Linked DNA regions of Mus musculus: region 2 is linked to region 1. The links are chromatin contacts, called in public Hi-C maps. All regions are on one chromosome and are shown on one strand. Each heading gives the region's core, a stretch centred on a gene start, on an enhancer-like site or on the middle of the called end of the contact. The rest is flanking DNA. Distances are from core to core; before and after follow the strand shown. Region 1 overlaps Gm52815 (a long non-coding RNA gene). Region 2 has its middle 52 kb from the start of Klf3.

Evidence for each region. Hi-C and Micro-C count contacts between places; a contact is called where the count stands out from the background.
Region 2: a Hi-C map of liver shows a contact between it and region 1, with 2.9 times the contacts expected there. The contact joins two enhancer-like sites. A contact is called at or near these places in 13 of 484 Hi-C or Micro-C datasets (B cells, bone marrow-derived macrophages, embryonic fibroblasts and 5 more), 14 of 115 datasets of contacts at active chromatin or transcription factors (CD8 T cells, craniofacial prominence, double positive thymocytes and 9 more) and 1 of 9 other capture datasets (embryonic stem cells).

Annotation. Positions count from the first base shown.
Region 1 is chr5:64,503,173-64,509,263 of GRCm38.p6, forward strand. Gm52815 (a long non-coding RNA gene) reads left to right here. Exons shown (of 3, transcript XR_003955927.1): 3 at 259-2,608. Among named protein-coding and RNA genes, the nearest start is that of Gm52815, 11 kb to the left of the region's middle. Within about 2 kb of position 2,204, at least 309 of the 459 cell types and tissues checked have an H3K27ac peak or open chromatin away from gene starts, as enhancers often do. A contact at or near this core is called in bone marrow-derived macrophages, epidermal suprabasal cells, liver and 1 more, where this site is marked.
Region 2 is chr5:64,748,539-64,754,629 of GRCm38.p6, forward strand. No RefSeq gene overlaps it. Among named protein-coding and RNA genes, the nearest start is that of Klf3, 52 kb to the right of the region's middle. Within about 2 kb of position 2,628, at least 35 of the 459 cell types and tissues checked have an H3K27ac peak or open chromatin away from gene starts, as enhancers often do. A contact at or near this core is called in bone marrow-derived macrophages, epidermal suprabasal cells, liver and 1 more, where this site is marked.

The sequences.
Region 1 (6,091 bases), core at 954-3,453:
TGTCCTAATGATCTAGTATCAAGCCCAATGCCCCCAACTAATGAATGGAGGGAAAGCTCTCAGCACATGAAATTGGGGGGGGGGGAGGGGGAGGCACACTCAAACCACAATAGTATCCTCACTTCCATGCAAGATGTTTCTATAAATTTTTGAACAATGTTTCAAGAATGTAGCTTTGTTTATAAGTAATTTTTGAACAATGTTTCAAGAATGTAGCTTTGTTCATAAGTGGTGCTTTTGTGTTTTCTTTTTACAAAGGTGAAGTTAAAATGAAGCACTTAGGGTAGATCCTAGTCCAGGGCCTTGGGAATCCAGACAAACACAAAAGGGTGAAGACACAGAAATCAGACAAGTAAGTACAAGGCAAGGAGAAAGTTCTGGAACAGATCATCACTCTCAAGCCTCAGACGTGCACAGACTCTCAGCTTTCCAGCATCTATCACCCCCAAAATGGGAAACTTCTGCCCTTGGCTGCACTTTGTTGCAACAGACCTGGCAGAAGTCCAAACAAGACAAAAAGCTGATTCTGCAGCCTACCCCTGCCTGCCAGCTGATCGGCCTTGTTCAAGCTGGAGAACCTCTGGAGAGTCCAGCTCTGTATGGGGTTCTTTCTTCCGAGCAAACCCTTAAGCTGTGGGAGGGCTGGATCTGTGTGATCTGACCTGTACCTGTCCCGGGCTTCCTTGCAGCTCCCCTGAGACAGCTTTTCCCTGTGAAGCTAGCCAGCAACTCCCATCAGTAGCAGGCAAGAATCCCAGGACTCACTCGACGAACCAGCCTCGTCTGGCTGGATTCTTGAAGAACATATGGAGTCACCCTATTCCCCTATAGCAGCTTCAACTCTCAGGTTCTCTTTCTTGTAGCCCATCTCCTGGGTCCTCGGTGGTCCCTGGGGGTCCCCGGCAAGAGGCAGGTTGTTTAGGCCAGCCAGATACCACTTAAAGAGACCCAATTCAAAACATAACCGTGTGCGACTCAACTTACGGTCAGGCTCTGAATCTACAAGAATTTCATAAACAAGTAACATTTAAAAAAATGGTTATCGATGAAGGAAAAAAAGAACCTGAAGAAATCAGATGATGTGAGGGAGGTTTAGGCAAGACCTTTCAGGTACAGTGTGTTCTAAAATTTGACTTTTGAATTGTAGAAATAAATGACCTATTAAAATAAAATTTTAATTTAAAATGTGCTCTCTACTTAAGAGGGTACCCGAGTGTGTGTGTGTGTGTGTGTGTGTGTGTGTGTGTGTGTTTTTGCATTGGAAACACACCCAGTGTAATTTGTAAAATAAATACATAATAAATAGGTTAAATGTTTATTTTGACTTATGTTTTCAAATGCCAGTTGTTTAATTTACCATGAAGGATTGCTGGCAGACCCATCATCACTGGTACCGAATACGGCATTCAGACCTTGACCTAGGCTGGCCTTCCCAGGAAACCAGCTCTGTGGCCTTGCCCTCTTCACTCTTCCCATCAATACCACAGGCTGACTTCTCCTGTTGACAGGCGCATGGTCAACACACACACACACACACACACACACACACACACACACACACACACACACAGAGGTTTCCATTGCACATGCACAGTGGGAGGTCATTGGCTAAGCGGTTTCAAAACACACAGCCTAAGTCGTGGCAAGATCCAACCTTAAGAATGCGTTTATTTGATTCCATGTCACTGTACCATATACTTGGGCTACTCTAAAGAGAGACATAGGTCCCCTTTCCCCAAGCACTTTACTTGGAGAAGTTCAGGGCCAGAAAGGCTGCTGTCTTCTTCCTCAGTCCTAGGGCAGAAACTTCCATGAAAGCTGGTGAGGTGATGTTCACCCGCATCTTTTTTAGACCCTCCCCTCCTTACCTTAAACCGCTCCCCCACCCCCCACCCCCCAAGAAGGAAAAGACAAAAGAATGCTATAACATTTTCAAGAACTAAGCAAGCACAACAGCCAGCACTGTCCTGATTGGTCCCGTCGCCCCTGTTTTCTTGTGCTATAGAGAATATCTAAGGGTTCGTCTCCTCTAAACAGACGCTTGTAAGGAAAGTTTAACACAATTTATAGAGCTGTAAAGTTCTTGGTATGGCCCTCATTGGAGTGCTTTCTCACATTCCCAGAAGTAGCCAATCTACCACGTGGCAGAGCTGCTAGAGGAAGGGAGGGAGCCAGCGGGGCCCTGAGCTGCCCGCAGGAGCAGCAGCAGCAGCAGGGCAGGGCGGCTCCCAGGAGGGCGCAGGCGTGGCGGCCCCTCCCTGCCGCGAGCCCATGCCCGCCCACTGCCACCGGCGAAAAGGAGGAGAGACCTACATTTAAAAAGGCAGGAACCTACTAGCTCCAGAGCTCCTACAATGCCGAATGAGAATTCCTATTTATGAGGTCAAACGGAGGTCAAGAATTATCCAGTCATCTCTAAAACCCCCTACTTAGGGGGTCAAGCCAGGCTGGCAACCCATGTTAGCTAAATAGAACTTGATCTCCCGAAAGCCTAAAACTGCTTTATTTTTTCTTTCTTCCTTTCTTTCTTTCACTTTTTTACTGTTTTGCCAGAGATACGGGTTGGCTTTTTTTTTTTTTTCTGTTACTTCCGGTTTGTGGCTGAACTTTCTTTGCCTTCCTTCCTTTTGGGGTGTGGGAGGGTTAAGCTGCTTCAAAATAATGTCCACTTAAATATGTTTTTAAAAATGGGAGAGAAAGAGGAGCTGGGATAGAAAGAAGAGGAAAGGAGAGGGAAAGGAGGGGGAGGCAGGAGAGGGAAAGAGGATGTTAGAAGAGACAGCACACAGTAATTTTGTTTATGTTATAACATTTAGCACACTCCTATTCATGGATGTGTTCCACAATTATGCTGTGAGATGCACAATGTCACTGTGTTCAAAGTACAGGTAAAGAAGCCGAGGCTCATCAAATCCTGGAACTGTGACCGACTCTAACCCTGAAGTCCTTGCGTTCATTTAACCCTTTAAGGAAGGGTACGGAGGTGTACATTCATCCTTTATTACAAAGCCTATGTCTGATATGGAAAAAGAAAAGCTTTATTCGGAACCTTTGGAAGAATCTTAAGACTATGATTTCGTCTTTGGTCACTCCTTTGGAATTTTTTGACGCGGGCATTAACATGGGCTAAGGTGGTCCTCGCAGCCCCACCCACGGGCGCACTTCCAGCTTCCGGCAGCAGGGGGAGCATGTGTGCAAGAGGAGGAAAGGTGCACCCGGCAGGAAGTGTCAGTGCATGGTCTGTCCTTAGCAGGTCCAGGCTAAGAATACATTCATTTTTCTCCTTCAACATTTAGAACCAGTGGCTGCAGGCTTCTCTACAGAGATTCATGCTTCCTCGTTTGTAAAGCCGGGAAAACAGTTCTGGGACTTGTAGAAAGAGGTCTCTGCTGCATCCAAGGGAGGAAAAAAAAATCTCATGAAGGAGCCAGGCTTGGCTGCTGGCTTCTGTTGAGAAAGGAGAACTCAGCAAGCAGGACAAAGGGCCACCCTGAGTGCAAGCAGCACAGGACTTCTCCCGTTGACTTCCTGAGACCACCTCAAGGCTTGGAAGCTGCGCTAGTTCTGGCTTCTCCAATGGTACAGGCTTGGGTCTCAGGCACCTGTAGGTGCTACTCACATGGCAGAGCCCGTGAATTATGGCAGAGCCCGTGAATTTCTTGGAGATTCATCAAAGAATTCACCAAGATCCATCAAGATTCTGGTCATTCACCACGTTGTATTACATAGTGAAACCCTATGCAAAAAAACCAAACCAAACAAACAAACAAATGCAAAGAAGTAATGGGGGTAGCCAGATAGAAGTGGACAAACGGCCAGGCAGTGGTAACATGCTCCTTTAATCTCAGCACTCTAAAGGCAGAGGAAGGTTGGATCTCTGTGAGTTCAAGGCCAGTCTGGTCTCCAGTGCAAGTTCCAGGATAGCCAATGCTACATAGAAAAAAAAAAACCTGTCTCAACAAAGAGTAAGAAAGGAGAAAAAGAAAGAGGAGGAGGAGGAAGAGGAGGAGGAAGAAGACAGAAATAAAGAAAAGAGAAGAGAGAAAGAAATGGATAAATGGTGGCCCCGTTAAAGTAGAGAGCAATGATATCTAGCTCTCCATCCTTCAGGCTCTTGCCCTTAAAATACAGTGATACCTGAGTAGCATATAGACACACACATTGTCACAGACGGACCTGGTGTCTTGTTTGATGGTTAATCTGCCTCATCGACTTGACTGGACTTAGAATCCCCTAAGTAGCAATGACACTCATCCCTGGATGTGTCTGCCAGGATACGTCCAAGGAGGATGGGGAGAGAAGACAGCCTGAATGTGGTGGGCTCCATCCCACAGGGCACGGGTTGAATAAAAGGGAGAAAGAGAAATGTAAAATGCCAGCATTGCCCCCCTTCTTGGCTTCCATGATGTAAGATATCCCTCCATGTTTTCCCACCATAATGGATTGAGGCCTCTGAAACCATGGGCCCAAACAAAGCCCTCTCCTTGTAAGCTGGCCTCTTAGGAATCTTGTCACAGTGATGATAAAAGAAACAGTGCACCTAGTATCAAATGATAGCTGTATCTCAGGTTAACATATCATGAAGAACTTAAATCATTTAGAATGTTTTTTATTTTCCTAGTCAAGGCACAAATTTTACCTGATGTTAATAAATATAATTCGTTTATTTAATTACCATTAGTTGAATATCTCCTTGAATAACAGTCCAGGTGCTAAAGTCAGGAGAAATTCTGGCTCCTTCATATAGTACCTGTGTACTCTGAACAAGGTTCTAAGCCTGCATGAGCCCCACGTGCATCAAATACACGATGCTGGGAAGATGGGAGGGTAATGGTACCTGATGCTCTCTAGGAAGACTCAGTAAAATAGCAGCACTCAGTGTTCACAGTATGTGCAGGAGACAAGAAACTTTACTCAGGAATTCAGCAAATAAAGAAGCCATGAAGAACATTCCAGAAGGGTCCAGCACCACCCTGTTTTCACAAGCTTGCTGGGTGATACTCACCCACACTGGAGTTTTAAAAAAAAATCAAAGTTTAAGGGCTATGGATCTTAAGTGAGACAATATTATGCTTAGTCGTGCACTTTGGAGAAGACAGATCTGAGGCTAGGTAGAAGATGAATGGCGGGAAAGACAGGAAACAGGACAATGAAGATGAAGACCTACTGAGTGCAAATGAGAGATGATGGAGGTCGAAGCATGGGCCACGGTGGTGGGAATGAACAGAGGGCAATGACCTGTGTGTCACAGAGAGGGGGATGGGACCTACCTAGGAGACACGTAAGAGGTAGAACGGACCAGATTTCCCAGCAAGGGAGAGGATGAGGACAGAGTTTGAAACACAGGGCTTTTCATACCCATGACTAAATAGTGCTGCATCTGTGTTCCTTTGGAGATGGCTTATTTGGCTCCCACTTCCCTCTTCTTTTGGGGCCACAGGAGTTGACAGCACAGATCGGCATCTGTGCAGGAGGTCTGGTCCTCTCTGGAATGCACAGGTCCACAAGGTGTGGTGCACGCACTCCTATTGGAGTCACACTGCCACCTCCTGTCACCCCCCACAGAGGTGGCTGTAATCCATTTCACCACCCTTGGTTGCTGGCACAAGGGTGGTGAGTCACTCTCCCAGAACAGCTGGTAGCTAGCACACTTTTCTACAGTCTGGGAGTGCTTCCAGGATCTAATTTACCCCCTCCTCAAAAGGGAAAAAAATCCTGTTTATCCACCTTTTACAGCAAGCTCTCCTAGCCTCCTCTGTCTCCAGGATCAAAGGAGCTCTACCCACAAACTACTCTGCCTGCATTGGCATGCAGACTGTGAACTCACTGTCAGCTCACTACCCTATGTGTAAGACAGGAGTAATACAATACAAAGGAGACATCGCAACACATACCTCATACCACCTCCTGCATCAAGATCAATTGATCTATTGGTAAAAAAAAAAAAAAAAATGCTGATTCTTCGGTCTACTCCAGACTGAGTTACAGGAAGGGGTAGGATTAAAAACAAGGCACTTCCTCCTCCTCCTCCTCCTCCTCCTCCTCCTCCTCCTCCTCTTCCTCCTCCCCTCCTCCTCCTCCTCCTACCCCT
Region 2 (6,091 bases), core at 1,378-3,877, 250 kb after region 1:
CACACACAGAGTAAATCTTGCGCATGTCCTGAGACTTGTTTTCTTTATTTAGCACTTAAGTTGGTATTTATCCTTGAAGACCCAATGGATGCAGTTCCCAATTAAACTTGACTGCTGAGCAGTATCATATTGCTTCCCTTGGACCTACCACCTGTATTTTAAGTGACAGTGAGTATCACTCTGTGGATGATCTGGTATATTCCCCCAGTCACTTTGGCCTTTCCTTTTCAGAAGTCTGACCATGGATTCTCGTTGTTAATTTTCCATGCATGTCAAACACCAAAAGGTAAGTTTTTAAAACTACAGGCCAGCATCTTACAGGTACCATACTATATCTTGATGAGTGGACGTTGGGTTTTCTAACTCCCTCATGAAAATAGCAGCCAAGATTGTGCACTTTACCCGTCTAGATATGTATGTATGTATAAGTCACCTGTTGCCTTCTCTGTGTGTGCATTTATGTATGTGCAAGTGTGTGTACATGCATGTGTAGGCCATGCTCTAGGCTGTCTTTCTCAATTGCTGTTCCCCTTAATGTTTTGAGACAGCATCTCTCACTGAACCTGAAGCTCCCAGACTAAGCCAGGCTTTCTGACCAGTGAGCCCCCAGAGAACCATCTGTCTCTTCTTCCTTAACACTGGGATTACAGACATCGCCATTTCTTTTTTTTTTTTCTTTTGTGGATTCTGGGATACAAACTCAGATCCTTAAACATCCTTAAACATGTGACAGGCATTCTACCATGCCCAGCTCAGTCACCCTTGTTAAAGAGAGGTTCTGTAGAGTCAAAGTCAGATTCATCGGAAGTCCTCTTCCTTTCCCAGATAGATTCATGGTGACAAGTATCTCCTTCAGATGTTCCAGATTCTACACTAGTGATAAATAAAGATTATACTTGTTAAAGATGGGGGGTGGGAGATTGAAGAAAGAGAGAGAGAGAGAGAGAGAGAGATAGAGAGAGAGAGAGAAGTGTTTTGAGGGGGAGGGGTGGAGAAGCAGGAAGAAAAGGAAGAAGAGAAAGAAAGAGAAGGAGGAAGACTGACCTGAGCCAAAACCCGCCCTAGGGTGTGGCACTGCAGCCCCGTGCTAGCCTAGAGGCAAAGCCAGGCATAAAGGAGTTATTCTCTCACAAACAAAAGCTGGGAAAGAAGCCCTTTTTCCTTTTCCTTAAAAAAAAAAAAAAGTCTTAATGAAAATAATTTTAAAGTCGCACCCTGAAACTTTGACTTGATACTCTTACATTGCTGCCGTTAAAGTCGGTTTCTCTCTTTCCCTGGAAACTGTCCTATGACGCGTACGTTTCTTGAGGGGGAAAACCAAAACAGTCCCCCTTTCTAAGGACAAAGAACGTGCCGAGTCTTCACAGTTACTCATCAAGCATGCTTAGGCCTCAGCTACCCTGGGCTCAGTCCTAGACAGCTGCTCTGAAACCATGAAAACCATTGCATTGCTAGTTACCGGAGGAGCGGGTGTGTGTGTGTGTGTGTGTGTGTGTGTGTGTGTGTGTGTGTGTAAGTGCTGTGATCGCTCTATCAGTGCTGGGGATGTCTGTGTTAAGGTTAAACCTTTATATTTTAATCTTATGAAGTCCCTTCCATTCCTCCCTAGCTGGGGACACCTTCGGTGGCATTGTTCTTGCCATTTTGTTTTGTTTTTTATTCATTGTTGTTTTGTTGTTCACTTTGAGATAAGATCTTACTCTGTAACCCAAGATGCCTGGAGCACATGGTAACTCAGGCTGACCTCAAACTCAGAACCATCCTCCTGCCTCAGTCTTCCCAGTGCTGTGATTATATACATGTTACCACTTCCAGCTGCATCCCTTTTATCCCTTTGTTCTGGCTGGCCTTGCTCCTATGGAAATGCACTCATATATATCTAATTCTGCAAGGATCTGCAAGGATTTCTCAAATACCCAGAGAGACCCAGAGAAGCCAGATTGAGAAGCCCTAAACTGAGATGGCACTGCCAAGAATCCACATGTAATAGAATCAGAGAGACGGCAGGTGCGATGAACCTGTATAGCAACTGCAGACCAAAGCCAGTCTCAGTATCTGGGTAATAGAGAAAGACCTGCCCATCCTGAGTCAGTCCTTATCAGACACGCCCAAATCTATTATGGGAAACAAGAGTATGTCATCAATACACTGTTATTACATACAGCATATGATGGTGTCCTTGAGGTAATGCCAAGTCACAAGACTTACTGATAATAAGAAGTTCTCATCAAAAACCCATATACCAGCATCAAGTACCAGAAACAGGTAAATGAAGGGCCCTGCCCATCAGAGCCCTTGATCTTGACATCACACACTGCTTATTGCTTCCAGTGTACCAGGCATTCTTAGCCCTTCATCAACTTCAAAGATCTCTCTCTCTCTCTCTCTCTCTCTCTCTCTCTCTCTCTCTCTCTCACACACACACACACACACACACACACACACACACACACACACACACACACACAAACACGAAGGGAGCAAGTGTCATTTTCCTGGGATCTATCTAATCTTTTGCAAGCCTCCTGGCCACAGTCCAAAAATTTCTGTCCTCACAATAACTTGTACATTTGCACAGTGACTGATCTGTGGTAGTCATACACACGGCACTTTAAACATCCCATGGACATGGTTTTGAAACTTCTTACTCGTGGTTTTGAGGTAGGATCAAATCATGTTCATGGCCAGCCTGGAACTCACAACAATCTCCCTTGCCTCTGACTCCCTCCCCAGTATTGGGAATTCAGATATCCACCAGCATACCTGTGCTTTAGCCTCCTTTAGCTCACAGGCTATGCAAGCAGGAGGCATTTCAGAGGCAATCAGAGGCTGATTTATAAATAAGGAAATGAGACTTGGATGATACAGGGTACTGGCACAGCTGTACCCTTCCCCGGGGGAAGGAAGCAATCCTTCAGGAAGTTATTCCACGCTGCCCTGGCTCAAAGTGCACCAAAGTCACCACACAGGCTTTGGTGACAACAGCTCGAGAGACAGTGACATTAGTCCAGGACAGAACGGCCAGAGACAAGGAGTGCCAAACCCTGGTGTCATTGTCATAGAAGCAGAGGCACCCAAATGAGCTTCCCCTCACTCCAAAGGGGGAAGCCTGGTCCACAAAACTAACAAGACATCATATTTAAAGTCACCCCAAAGGAGGCCAGGAAACCAAACCTGTGCCCTGACGCTACCTACCTCTAAGAACGCCAGGGGCAACTCATCCTAAAGCCTGCCTAAAGTAGGGAGAGAAAGGAGAGACCCTGCCCCCAAGCAGTCACCTTTTTGTCTTATCAAGCTGGAAGGATGAGTGACTGCCCTGTTTCCAATGCATTTAAACTGTCCTCAGCCTGAGGACCGCTCTCGGGGTTTTCATTGTCCCTGAAAAGCAAACATAGAAGAGAGAGGGAGATCATCTGAGAGAAACAAACCAGGGAAAGAGATCGGGTGAGGGTGTGACCTGTGGCTCCTGACTAATGCCACTCATGACTCCTCACTGAATGACAGTAGATGACAAACTGAGAAAGAAAGCTGGCATGCCTGAGCACCCGGGCCTGATGCTCAGGCTCAGCAAAGCAAAAGCAAAACAAAGCCAACCCACCGCATGGTCCAGCACCTGTAGCCCCAGCTACTCAGGAGGCTGAGACAGAAGGATTGCATATTAGAGTCTGAGACCATACCAGGGAGTGGTGGCAAACACTTTTAATCCCAGCATTTGGGAGGCAGAGGCAGGCAGGTCTCTGTGAGTTTGAGGCCAGCCTGGTCTACAGAGTGAGTTCCAGGACAGCCAGGGCTACCCAGAGAAACCTCAAATACACAAACAAAGAAACAAACAAACAACAAAAGTCTGAGGCTAGGTAGACAACATTGCAAGACCATGTCTGCTGAAACAACAACCAAACCACACTAATACCGAAACAAACAAGGTTCTATCCCCTCTCCTAGGGGACATAACACTGGAATAGGAGAACATAGCACATAGTTGTTTAACTGTAGTTTTGTTTGTTTATTTGTTTTTCTCTAAAGAAAGTAGTTTAGAGGTTAGAAAAATGGCTTACATGACACCTTGAGTTCTGTCCCCAGGACCCACATCAGGTGACTCACAACCCCCTGACCCACACTTCTAACATTTTTGGGTACCTATACATACAAGCCATATACTCACATAGACTCACATTAATTAATTAATTAGTTAATTAATTAAGATTAAATACATTTGAAAATATTTAAAAAGAGTGGAGCTTATGATGGACCTATGATGGTAGTGTTAACTTCTGTCAATTTATCATTTATGTAGGAAACACCAAAACCATAAAGTCATATATTGAGTATGTCACATATAATACACATGGTACAGAGATGGATCAATGACCTGAGCTTGTCTAATTAGCCTCAGTTGAATTATAATATCTCTAATCTTCCCTACTCCATTACAAGGTGATACACTGATATTCAATATAAGCCCATACACACATATATGCTTATGTAATATAAGCATACGTGTGCATTTATATATGTGTATCACATTGAAACCACCTGATACCTCCAAGTCTCCCCTTCAGCTGAACAAGTTAGTTCACTGGGCATTCAGGGAACAGATCCTGAGCCCTCTTGGGCCACACACATTGTTTGCTCAACCTGTAAACATGTAATTATTTAACTTGCCTTCTAAAATAGCACCACGCCCTGGATATGATGCAAACTCCAGCATTACAAGATAAGTTCTGTCTCAAGTTTCTGCTCGTTAACAGTGCCTGAAGTATTTGCTCATAGGCTCGGGGGCCGAGGCAGAAGTAAACAGTCAGGCCAGCACTACAGGGATGCCCGGGTTACAAAACCCACTTTCTTCTATTGTGAAATCAATGAATGAAGTTCAGAGGGACTCCTGGACAGATGGCTTCATCCCACACCACACTGGTCAAAAGACACCTCTGGCCACCTTCCTGACCCCAATACCCAGGTCATTCTCCCTGCCCCTGGTATCCGTGGCAAGCCTGGGCAACCTCCCAGCAGGGCCTCTTCTATTGCATGTCTTTTGTCTGCATCCGGTCCAATGGATGACATCAACCTGCTTTCCTCCAATAGGCATTGCTCTCCAAGGGCCTTCACATGGGGGGTTGACCTGCCTGGACTTTCTGATCTTTAAAACTACAAAAATCACCCCCCCCCTTTTTTGGTGTGGCTCCTTCTCTAATTAAACAAAACACAATGTCCTGGACATGAGCCTCTGTACTTTGGTACCATCTGATTTTGGGTATCTTGCCTCCTCCCCCACTACCTCAAATATACTCAGTACCAGGTGATACAATGGAGTGGTCAAGAGCAAAACCCAGAGTACTAGAGGGAGAGAGTTGGACACTTGGCATTTGCTTTCTTCCCTTGCATTTGACAGATGGATGGGTGGACGGGTGGCTGGATTGATGGAAGAATGCTTTGCTAAGGTGTTTAGACCAGTGCCCGGAGGACAGTAAGTCCTATTGTATGTGACATTAGATGTTGGTTCCCATCTGCTTCAAGGTTTGGGAGACCATAAGGAGATGGGGGCTCTCTCTGTGGTAATCAGAGAAGGTGTGCTTTAGCGGCTACAGATATACTATACTGGCCAGTTGTCCCCTTAAGGAATGTGGCCCAATGTGACCAGTTCTTCCTGTTTTCAAGTGGCAAAATCCTAATCTCTAGATTAAAAAAGAGAGAGAGAAAGATCTTATTTGTATTATGTGTGTGTGCATATGCAAAGGTCCTCAGAGGTTGGATCCCCTGGGGCTAGAGTTACAGGTATTCATGAGTTGCCTTGCCTGTTGTGGGTGTAAGGATCCAGACTCCAGTCCTCTACAAGAGTAGCAATCACTTTTAACCCCATCTCTCCAGCCTCCTGATCGCTAGACTTTAAATAGTTGGTTTCCACTTTAAAATATTAGTATTAAGAGCTGAGGAACTTGTCCTGTAAAGTGCTTGCTGTATAAGCATATTTTCACACACACACACACACACACACACGCCCATATCCACATCAAAAACTAGCACCATGATGTGCATCTGCAAGTCCCTTGCTGGGGAGTCAGAGATGGTTCCCTGCTGCTCTCTGAACAACCAA